2 separate regions of the Danio rerio genome follow, and region 2 is linked to region 1. The links are chromatin contacts, called in public Hi-C maps. All regions are on one chromosome and are shown on one strand. Each heading gives the region's core, a stretch centred on a gene start, on an enhancer-like site or on the middle of the called end of the contact. The rest is flanking DNA. Distances are from core to core; before and after follow the strand shown. Region 1 overlaps cerkl (CERK like autophagy regulator). Region 2 holds the start of itprid2 (ITPR interacting domain containing 2).

Region 1 (5,218 bases), core at 869-3,368:
AGCACTGGTTTATGAGTCCCTATATACTGAGTTAAGTCCAATTTGTTATTAAAATCAGAAAAAATTATTAGCAGAGTCCTTAAAATGAGGTTTAAACTCAAAAAAGGGAACAAAACTCAGTGTTGTAGATGTACAGTAAAAACTGCAGATTTTTACTCTAAGATATATTACAGTAATGAGGATTTGAGAAGTATGTGAATTATGTCTTTAAAGAGTATTGAGAATTATATGTTCAAAAAAATGCAGCATTGGAAATATAAAAATAATTTTAGAATTTTTAATATACTATGGTACTGTAAAACAAACACAACAAACAAAAAGTTTAATAAAATGTAAAACATTAAGCAAATATTGTAGTATGAGCATTAAAAAAATCTAAATTATTATCATAGTAATCTAAATTTTGTTTATATAATATTTTGTTTATTTAAAAGTCGTTTAAAAAATCTTAGTATAGGATACATTTTGTGTACAAAATTGACTATTATCAATTTCAGTGTGATGGCCAGGACATCTTTTATATACTTAACCTCTTAAAGACCAGTTACAATGAGATTTATAGTCAAATAAATTTGTACTCATCACGCCATAAATGCAGAGAGCAGGAGGAAAAAAATCACGCAGCTGATGCACATTTCCTGGGTCAAACTTAACACCTTGAGGATTTTGGTCATAATCAAAATGCTTATGCTATACATAAAATGACTTTTACTTTACATTTAGTTATAATTTAAATTATAATGCAAATGATTCTTACATAATATCTGTGCTGTGAAGTATTATAATGAACGATGAGCCATTTGTTTTATTTGATGAGGTACCTGGTTATTAGAATAAAAGGAATTGTGGCCTGATTTTGTGTCCAGGTTCATGCCAGGTCAAACTCAAACACACAAACAATCACACGACTGAGATGGACAGTTGAGGATCAGTTGTTCATCACTGCCTCCTTGTGGTCTTGCATTAAACTACAACCTGAAACATGGCAGATGTTAGTGAATAGAGCAAAACAGCTGCAGGGAAAGCATTACAAAAGCCCAGACAGGAAATACATTCTGAAACATAAGATAATAACAAGATTTACAGTAACAAACCATAGAACAATTAATAGAAATAAAGAGAAAGAGAGAGACATACATTTGAACAAAAAACACACAGATCGGATAGAGAGAATGATGATTAGAGGATGATAGACAGAGAGAATGATGGAATGGTGGTTAAAAAATAAGAGAACAATAAATGACAGGCCTAGATAAATTATAACAAATTATAGAAAAAAATAAGATGATTTATGACACTGAGAATGACAGACAGATAGATAAAGCATGGATGGATGGATGGATGGATGGATGGATGGATGGATGGATGGATGGATGGATGGATGGATGGATGGATGGATGGATGGATGGATGGATGGATGGATGGATGGATGGATGGATGGATGGATAGATAGATAGATAGATAGATAGATAGATAGATAGATAGATAGATAGATAGATAGATAGATAGGTAGGTTGACAGACAGACAGGTTGACAGACAGACAGACAGACAGACAGACAGACAGACAGACAGACAGACAGACAGACAGACAGGTAGATAGATAGATAGATAGATAGATAGATAGATAGATAGATAGATAGATAGATAGATAGATAGATAGATAGATAGATAGATAGATATAAAGGCAGGTAGGTAGGTTGACAGACAGACAGGTAGATAGATAGACAGACAGACAGACAGACAGACAGACAGACAGACAGACAGACAGACAGATAGATAGATAGATAGATAGATAGATAGATAGATAGATAGATAGATAGATAGATAGATAGATAGATAGATAGATAGATAGATAGATAGATAGATAGATAGATAGATAGATAGATAGATAGATAGATAGATAGATAAGCAGAGTATATACAGACGATGGATGGATGGATATCAGCAGAATACAGACAGACAGAACTGCAGAACGCAGATAAAAATACAGCTAGTGTTTTTGCTAACAGTTTACTGCACTGTTTGTCCTCCTGCAGTTTGGCTTCTCCTTCATTGAAACTCACAGTGTGAAGGCGGTCAGACTTCGGCCGAGCTCTCAGAGCAGCTGGACTGATGACGTCTCAGAGGAGAACGAGGAGAGCGATTCTAAAAACACACCCATCATCTCCTCTGAAGGGACGTACCCCTGGAACATCGACGGAGATCTGCTGGACGTCCCGTCTGAGCTCCTCATCAGGTCAGACGCTCCAGTCAAACAGCAGACACACATACACAGAGAGCACAGTCAGGACAGACTACAAGACTGACGATTAATCACAGCAAATTCACTCAACACACAACTGCAAGAGGCTTCAAACATGCACATAGCAAAATCATAAAGGACAAAACCACCGTAGAGATATTTCACAGACAGAATCAGAACTTTTCAACTGTCTATTGAATGAGACGTATTCCTATTTATTAGCATAACACAATCCTCCAGGCTTTAAAAGATAATTATAGATTTCTCAGGCCCTCCAGGACTATTTTTTAAACATTTGCAGCTTAAAAATGAATCATTTTTACTGCAAAAATGGTTATCTTAGAGCTTTTGTCTTGTTTCTAGTCCAAATATAAAACAAATCTTGCAAAGATTTGTTTTAAAGCAAAGCAAAGCTGTTGGTTTGAAGCAATTTTGTCAGGAGAGATGTACGAGAACTGGTGAATGACGAACTTTGTCTTTTATCAGTTGAGGTTATTACCATTCAGACACATCGCCTATATCCGTACTACAGTGTTCGCCTATGTTTAAAATCCTCCAGATTACCAGCAACGTTAATGGTTAGAATAGATAGGGCAAGACTATCCACCTAGTACCTGCTGCACTACTATTAACTGTGTCTGCATTCAGACCCGGGGATTGAGGAGGAGAGAAGTCCTCCTCATTTGTAGTGTTTATAGTGTATATAAACGATTATCTTCATAATGATAGAACAAGTTGTGGTTATGTGTATATGAAATTTTGAATAACAAACGTAGCAGGGCATTAAATTACTTACTGTATGTTTACTTGCATTTTAGCTTTGTAAACTATAAAATCATGGGTCTCCTCACGTTTTGTGTCTCAATTTGTGAGCCAACTGACAACAGCTGTTCGCTCCAGTATTTTTCCCCTGCACTGTCAGCCACGCCCACTCCTCCCTCAGCTTGCAGCACTCCACGCCCATCTCGCAACATTTTTTTGAAACATTTCTGAGGTAGACTTAAACTGAAAGAAAGGGGTTTCATTGCCCTTTAAAGAAAAAAACATAATTTGATTATTTCTGAAAACATTTTTTTTTCTAAAAAAGTCTTATTGATTTAAATTTTTATTTATTTATTTATTTTTTTTGGACATTTGGACTAGAAACAAGACCAACAACTCTAAGTAAAGTAAAATAAAAAGTAAGAAAAGCTTTTTTTTTTTTTTTTTTTTTTTTTGCAACTGCTTTTCTCAATAAATCTCAAGAATTATTGGAGAGACTGAATTTTGCAGCCTAAAATGGCTGATTTTGCATTGAATTTTCTCAAATATATGCAGCTATTTTTCATGAAGATCCACACACAAAATTATATGCATTTTGTACATAAAGAACCATTGAGAAACTCTACCCTAAAGCCTATATATCACATCTGATACATAAAGTAAACTCTAAATAATGCAAATAAACTCTTTAACATTAGCGAAATCATTCGAATTAGAGAAATTATGCTAAGGTAAATTTATCACATGTGATTTTAGATTGTTTTCATAGGGCTACTGCACTCCAAAATTGAAAGGAGCCCTTGATTAAGATGTGTTTTTATAATCAAATTAAGCATTTACATCTCATCTTACTAAACACAGATTATTAGGAGATTCTGAGTAAATAATGAAATGTTTACGCATTGCATGCAAGTACTGTGCTGTACTATTGTGAAAACATAATTGAGGCCATACAGGGGTTGGACAATGAAAATTAAGCGCCTGGTTTTAAACCAGGCCTGCACAGTCCTGCACAGTGGCCAGAGGGATTTTATTCCATACTTCTTGCAGAATAGATACCAGGTCCCTATGTGATGTTGGTGGTGGAAAACGTTTCCTGACTTGCTCCTCTGAAACGCCGCAAAGTGGCTCAGTAATGTTTAGGTTGGGTGACTGTGCAGGCCATGGGAGATGTTCAACTTCACTTTCATGTATATTAAACCACTCTGTCACCAGTCTTGACATGAAACCCCAACACTAAATTTGCCAGTGTTTTAGTTTCATTGTCCAATACACCATTTTTTAATACTCAGTTTGAGTTTCTAAATTAAACTTAACATTTTTTCTCCTTCGTTATTTTCATTATGTATAACACAAGACATTTAAAGCCTGACAACCTCACATGACACATCAAAAGCTGAAAATCTGTGGCAAATCTACTGCAATTATAAATCACAAGCATCTCTGAATATTTGAAATTTGCGTTCAATTCTGTGATCATACAATCGAGAAGTCCTGAAAGCACTGGCTAACGGTAGTCAAGAGAGCCACTGTGTGAATTCAGCAGATGAACTTCAGATGACCTGTGCAAACACAAGCAGTGTTGTTTTAACACTAACCAAACATTATATGAGCAGCACAAAGTAAAGGAGTAAAGAGTGAGAGTAAAGTAAAAATAAAGAGGGCGAATTGAGGAGGCTTGTTCTTTATCCTCGTGCTGCAGATGGTCTGATAATCGTTTTCTCACTAGTGAAGCATTCAGTTTTTCAACTTACAAAGTCCACCATGTAAATAGCAAATGCTCCATGGTGCGACACAATAGACTTTTAAAGGGAATGGGAGATGAGTCTCTGATTGGTTTAATGCACGTTAAGCCTTTCAGAATAGTGGCCAGGTCACTGTGATGCTGATTCGCTTCTTCAAAACACCCCAAAGTGGCTCAATAATGTTCAGATCGGGTGACTGTGCAGGCCATGTGAGATGTTTAACTTCACTTTCATGTTTATTAAACCACTCTGTGGTAAACTGATTTTTTTTACTCCATTCATATTTTCATTATGTATCACAGGAGACATTTAAAGCTTGATAACATCACGACATATCAAAAGCTGAAAATCTATGGCGAATCTAATGCATATTGCCTCTAAATATTTAAAATTTGCGTTCAATTCTGATATCGTATAATCGAGAAATCCTGAAAGCACTGGCTAACAGTAGTCAAGACAGCCACTGTG
Region 2 (5,218 bases), core at 752-3,251, 210 kb before region 1:
CAAACGCCTGAAACATTACAGTTTGGTTAAAACAGAAAGAAATAGGTTTATGAGCAATTCCAGCATAATGGATGTGATATCTGCAGTTAAAACTCAAACAAAAATGCACATAGAAAGTATACGTTAACATTATATTGACATATATGTTTATATTTTCCAGAACAACTGAACAGAGTTATGGGATCAGAAAATTATCAATCTGTAAACATGTTTTGTACTTTAAATGAGGGAAATATACATGCGTTGTGAACGTGAACAAAAAAGTCTTCAAGTCTGCATACTTTGTAGAAATTCTGTGAATTAAACAGCACAACCTCAAAAATAAATAAATAAATAAATAATGCATATCAACAGGATGAGTGTTGGCTCTCTATAGAACAAAAAATAATTTATTTGATTTCATATTTTTGCATTTATGAGAAAATAATTTCATTAAGGATGAGACATCTCTCCGTTATAGATATGACCGATGTAAATTTGCCACTTGTGTGACTGATAAATCAAAAAAATTGTTTAAAAACATTGACAGAGATACTTTTGAGCATGTAAAATACTTGCTTACACACACACACACACACACACACACACACACACACACACACACACACACACACACACACACAAAACGTAGAAACAATTTCGGTATTTTGGCGAAAACTTTTTTTTTCATGGCAAGGTTGACATTTGCATGGAACTGCTCATATATGGTTAAACAACAATCAGGCTATGTACTGTAATGTACTCTACTCTGTATCAAATATGAAGCAGCTACACTTAATAGGAACTGACAGAGATAACCATAACTGATGTGCATTAGATATGTAGAAATAAATTTAATAAAATAATAATAAAGCTTTGTTATTTATCCTCTCAGAATAGAACTGGCTGCTTGCTAGGCTAGCTGCTTACCTTAAAAGTCCATATAGTTGTATAGCCATCAGCACACTTGCATAAGATTTACACAAACTCTCCGACGTAGTAGATGTCATTATAGTAGTTTTGTGCATGTTTGTTTGCACATAATTTGCATCAAGCCCTTTTATAGACATCTTGTAAGACTATATAGTTATTTTTACCATTTTACTACAACTGATTTGGCTTTGCCCATATGACAGACGCTAGGTGCTCCGACGACAAGTGTTCAGGTTGAGAACACAATTAAACTACAGCAAAATCTCCAGTCAGACATTTCTTTTCGGATATAAGTGTCATCTTAAGTGATCAAGAAAACACAAAGGCCTTTAAACACTTCTTCCACTTCAGATGAGAGCTTTGGGTGGCGCTGAATTAAGCTCTTCATGCTTTCTTTTATTCCGCTCGCTTGATTAGTAATGCATCAAGAATTCAAAGACTGGGATACTATCAGTGTTATTATCATTCCAATGAACATCACTAAAGTTCAAGCACATCACTAAGGCTTTTTAATGAGGCTATAAACTTCACATTTGATCGCTTTCCAGGCACAAACAGCAGGTGACATGGCCATGGCACAATTATCATAACCATCATCATCATTAGTAATCAGACACATCATCAGTTTGTCATATTAAAGTCATCCGATTAGTTGCAAAACTTTGTTACATAGTCCAGAGGATCATCCATCACCGCGTAAAAGTTCTCTTCACTTTACCTTTTACAAAATATAAATACTAATTTACTCTCTCAATCACGCGCGCATGCTAAACAACTCTATTAGACTCTGTAAATACACTTGAGAAATGAGCGCGTGCTTAAAAACACCATAGGCTGTTGCGCATTTAAATCAGCACGAACAGTATTTCAGTGAGCATCTCCGCGTAAAACAGCTTCAGCCCATCGCGAGATTAGAAAACAAACAGCGAAAGTAACTGTAGCAGAAGATAAAACAAAGCAAAAAAAAAAAAAAGCTGAAAAGCCAAACTTACCATGTCTCGACTGGACGTGATGATGATGATGATGATCGCGCGCTGATATAGAAGTATCTGTGCACTGAATCATCTGCCAAAACTATTCCAAAACTTCAAGTGCAACGCTTCCGCTTCCGGAAAAAAGTATCGAGATGGGCGAGACGAAGCCCAAAAATACGCCTGGCCTGAAACCTGCTGGAAGAAGATAAGCAGTACACCATCCCTACCTCATCCAAACCAATGACTTTAAAACTATAGATCAAAACCAAAAATACAGTACAGTTATTACAGTTACAACAGACAGACAGACAGACAGACAGACAGACAGACAGATAGATAGATAGATAGATAGATAGATAGATAGATAGATAGATAGATAGATAGATAGATAGATAGATAGATAGATAGATAGATAGATAGATAGTGTTGTCTTTAAATGATTCTTGATCTAAATACGCATTATTGTTGTTTCTATTTATTTAAAATTTAAAATTACTTTAATAATAATAAAATCTTATTTTAAGTGAATTTTCACAAACTAATCTCGAGAGGAGCACGTGATTTGATTGTGATTATAAATCAGGGTTATTTTATTTATTATTTCTTTTAATCTGAAGTAAAGAACATTGGTAAACATTTGAAAACATGACAAGATTGTTATGTTAAAATTGAAAGGAACGCCGTAGTTTACAGATAGTTTACAAACTAAAAGAAATATTTTAAATATTATAATATTATTTATTTAATTTGTTTCTGAATTATGCTTCAATCATATTTTTCTCATGTAGAAAACTGGCAAAATAAACTTTAATAATAATAAATACATTTTACTAATGACAACATGTCAGCAAGCATAACTAATGTTTTAATTTGCTGTGATTAAAAAATTATTTTATAAAATATGTTTAGTCTGAAGAAAATACCATTGTTATCGTGTTGAAATGAATAAATAAAATCGTGTAAAATAAATAAAAACATGACAATTTTTCATTCTATATACCAAATTAATAAATCAAAATTTGAAAAAATGTCATATATTTACAGACTAAAACTAAAAGCAATTATATTACATAGAAAAAATATAAACAAAATCATATATTTTTAAAATAGTTGAAGTCAGAATTATTAGCCCCCGTTTGATTTTTTATTTTTTTATTTTTTAAATATTTCCCAAAATGATGTTTAATAGAGCAAGGAAATTTTCACAGTATGTCTGATAATATTTTTTCTTCTGGAGGAAGTCTTATTTGTTTTGTTTTGTGTAGAATAAAAGCAGTTTTAAATTTTTTAAACACTATTTTAAGGACACAATTATTAGCCCCTTTAAACTGTTTTTTTTCCCGACTGTCTACAGGGCAAACCATCCTTATGCAATAACTTGCCTTATTATTCTAACCTGCCTAGTTAACCCAATTAACCTAGTTAAGCCTTTAAATGTCATGTTAAGCTGTATAGAAGTGTCTTGAAAAATATCTAGTAAAATATTATTTACTGTCATCATGGCAAAGATAAAATAAATCAGTTATTAGTAATTAGTTATTATTATGTTTAGAAATGTATTGAAAAAAATCTGCTCTTCGTTAAACAGAAATTTAGGGAAAATAGGGGGGTCTCGTAAACTATATACAAATATTTAAAATATATCATTCTAAAACATGACTTTATTTCATAATTTACATACACACGGTTGCTTTGAGAACAACATATAGAGTTATTTTGAACTGTTTTTATCTACTTTTAACTTTAGTATTATGTTATATTCACCTTTCCCACATTTACAGTCGCACATCTATAGTATCAATATATTTCCTGACAACTTCAGCACTGATGTTTTCTTATGCATGCCTTCTGCAACTAAGGCTTTCCTTTGAAATCTGTGAGGGAACATGAATGTGTGACAATAAAATAAGCCTTGTTTTTTAGTGAGGAAAAGGACTTAAATCTCCTTATTCTATGGTTAGGGCATAACAATGACTTATATAAAATCAAACATTGCATTCACTTTATTGTAATGGCCAAGTCAACAAAAATAACCAAAGTCTCAGCTGTTTAGTTAATGCACAGCTTATAAGATATTCCCAATGATAAAGTACAAAGTAAAGATCTCATTTGAGGAAGAAAATGACACTTTTATTTACTGTAGCTTAATGATAAGCTGGTAAGGAAATGAGATCACAGCGAAGCAAGGAAGTGGTTAACCGTATGATCCATCTGTGACGAAGCAGCTGTGATAGACATCTAACCATAAGACTGTAAAACCACAAGTTTATCCTATTTGCTATATGGCATGATGGTCAATGTATGAAATAAACTGCAACTGCAAAAAAATAGTGCAGCTCATTTGCAACAGCGTTCAATAAAGATTTTTGCTACCCTACTTGTTTAAACTACTTATTTAAAATGAGCTGAATCAACAGCCATAGCCATATCACCATGCAACGAGGCTTCATAAAACACTGAAACAGTCGAAGCAAATGTAATGAAGCTTCAAAACATTTTAAATTCCGTCTCTACAGCGACAACTAGTGGTCATTTGTTATGTATTGCTCTGGAACAGGGGTCACCAACCCTGTTCCTGGAGAGCTACCTTCCTGCAGAATTCAGTCCCAACCCTGATCAAACACACCTGAACCAATTATTAGTACCTAAAGCAGCACTTGATAATTACAAACAGGTGTGTTTGGTCAGGGTTGCAACTGAAATGTGCAGGAAGGTAGCTCTCCAGGAACAGGGTTGGTGACCCCTGCTCTGGAAGCTTCAACAAAGTAACAGTTAAGCAAATTGAGGTATTAAACCCCATGTTGTAGAGTTGAGGCTTCAAGTAATTTAGTGAGAGATTCAGACTAGCATGCTGAGATAATGGGTTCGAATGGTAATGGGACCAAAACAATATTTCAGATGGTTTACAGTGTGCTCAGCCTGACGGTTTGCCCATTCACACAAATTTTTATCATCACATGATCAATTTTAACAAAATCACATGACCTTTTTTAATGTGCTTGCTGAAGATTGTGCGGTAAAAGTGTTTCCATCGCAGTTTATGCACATCTTTTCTTGTTGAATAAAAAGTGTATCCTACTCAGTTATGCGCATATGTTTTTTTTATGCGCATTTTCAAAATTTATGTGCATCATGGCGTTTCCATCAACCGTTTTTTTATGCTCATATGCAAAATGCGCAAAAATAAATGGATGGAAACATGGCTACTGTCTCTCCACTCAGCGCCGTTGTCATGTGGCTGCCGTCGCATCATCCAAGTGGATGCTGCACACTGGTAGTGATATGGAGACCCCCATCATTATTAAGAAGAGCTTTGTGTGTATGGTCATACA

The links. A called contact is a pair of places that touch in the nucleus more often than the background predicts.
Region 2: a contact with region 1 is called in a Hi-C map of embryo, with 3 times the contacts expected there. The contact joins the promoter of itprid2 here to the enhancer-like site in region 1. A contact is called at or near these places in 7 of 18 Hi-C or Micro-C datasets (caudal fin, embryo, hematopoietic stem cells and 2 more) and 2 of 4 datasets of contacts at active chromatin or transcription factors (caudal fin and embryo).

The regions. Positions count from the first base shown.
Region 1 is chr9:45,835,106-45,840,323 of GRCz12tu, reverse strand. cerkl (CERK like autophagy regulator) reads left to right here. Exons shown (of 13, transcript NM_001089474.1): 12 at 2,038-2,237. Among named protein-coding and RNA genes, the nearest start is that of itga4, 120 kb to the right of the region's middle. Within about 2 kb of position 2,118, at least 4 of the 62 cell types and tissues checked have an H3K27ac peak or open chromatin away from gene starts, as enhancers often do.
Region 2 is chr9:46,042,596-46,047,813 of GRCz12tu, reverse strand. itprid2 (ITPR interacting domain containing 2) reads right to left here and starts at 2,001. Exons shown (of 19, transcript XM_073913157.1): 1 at 1,905-2,001.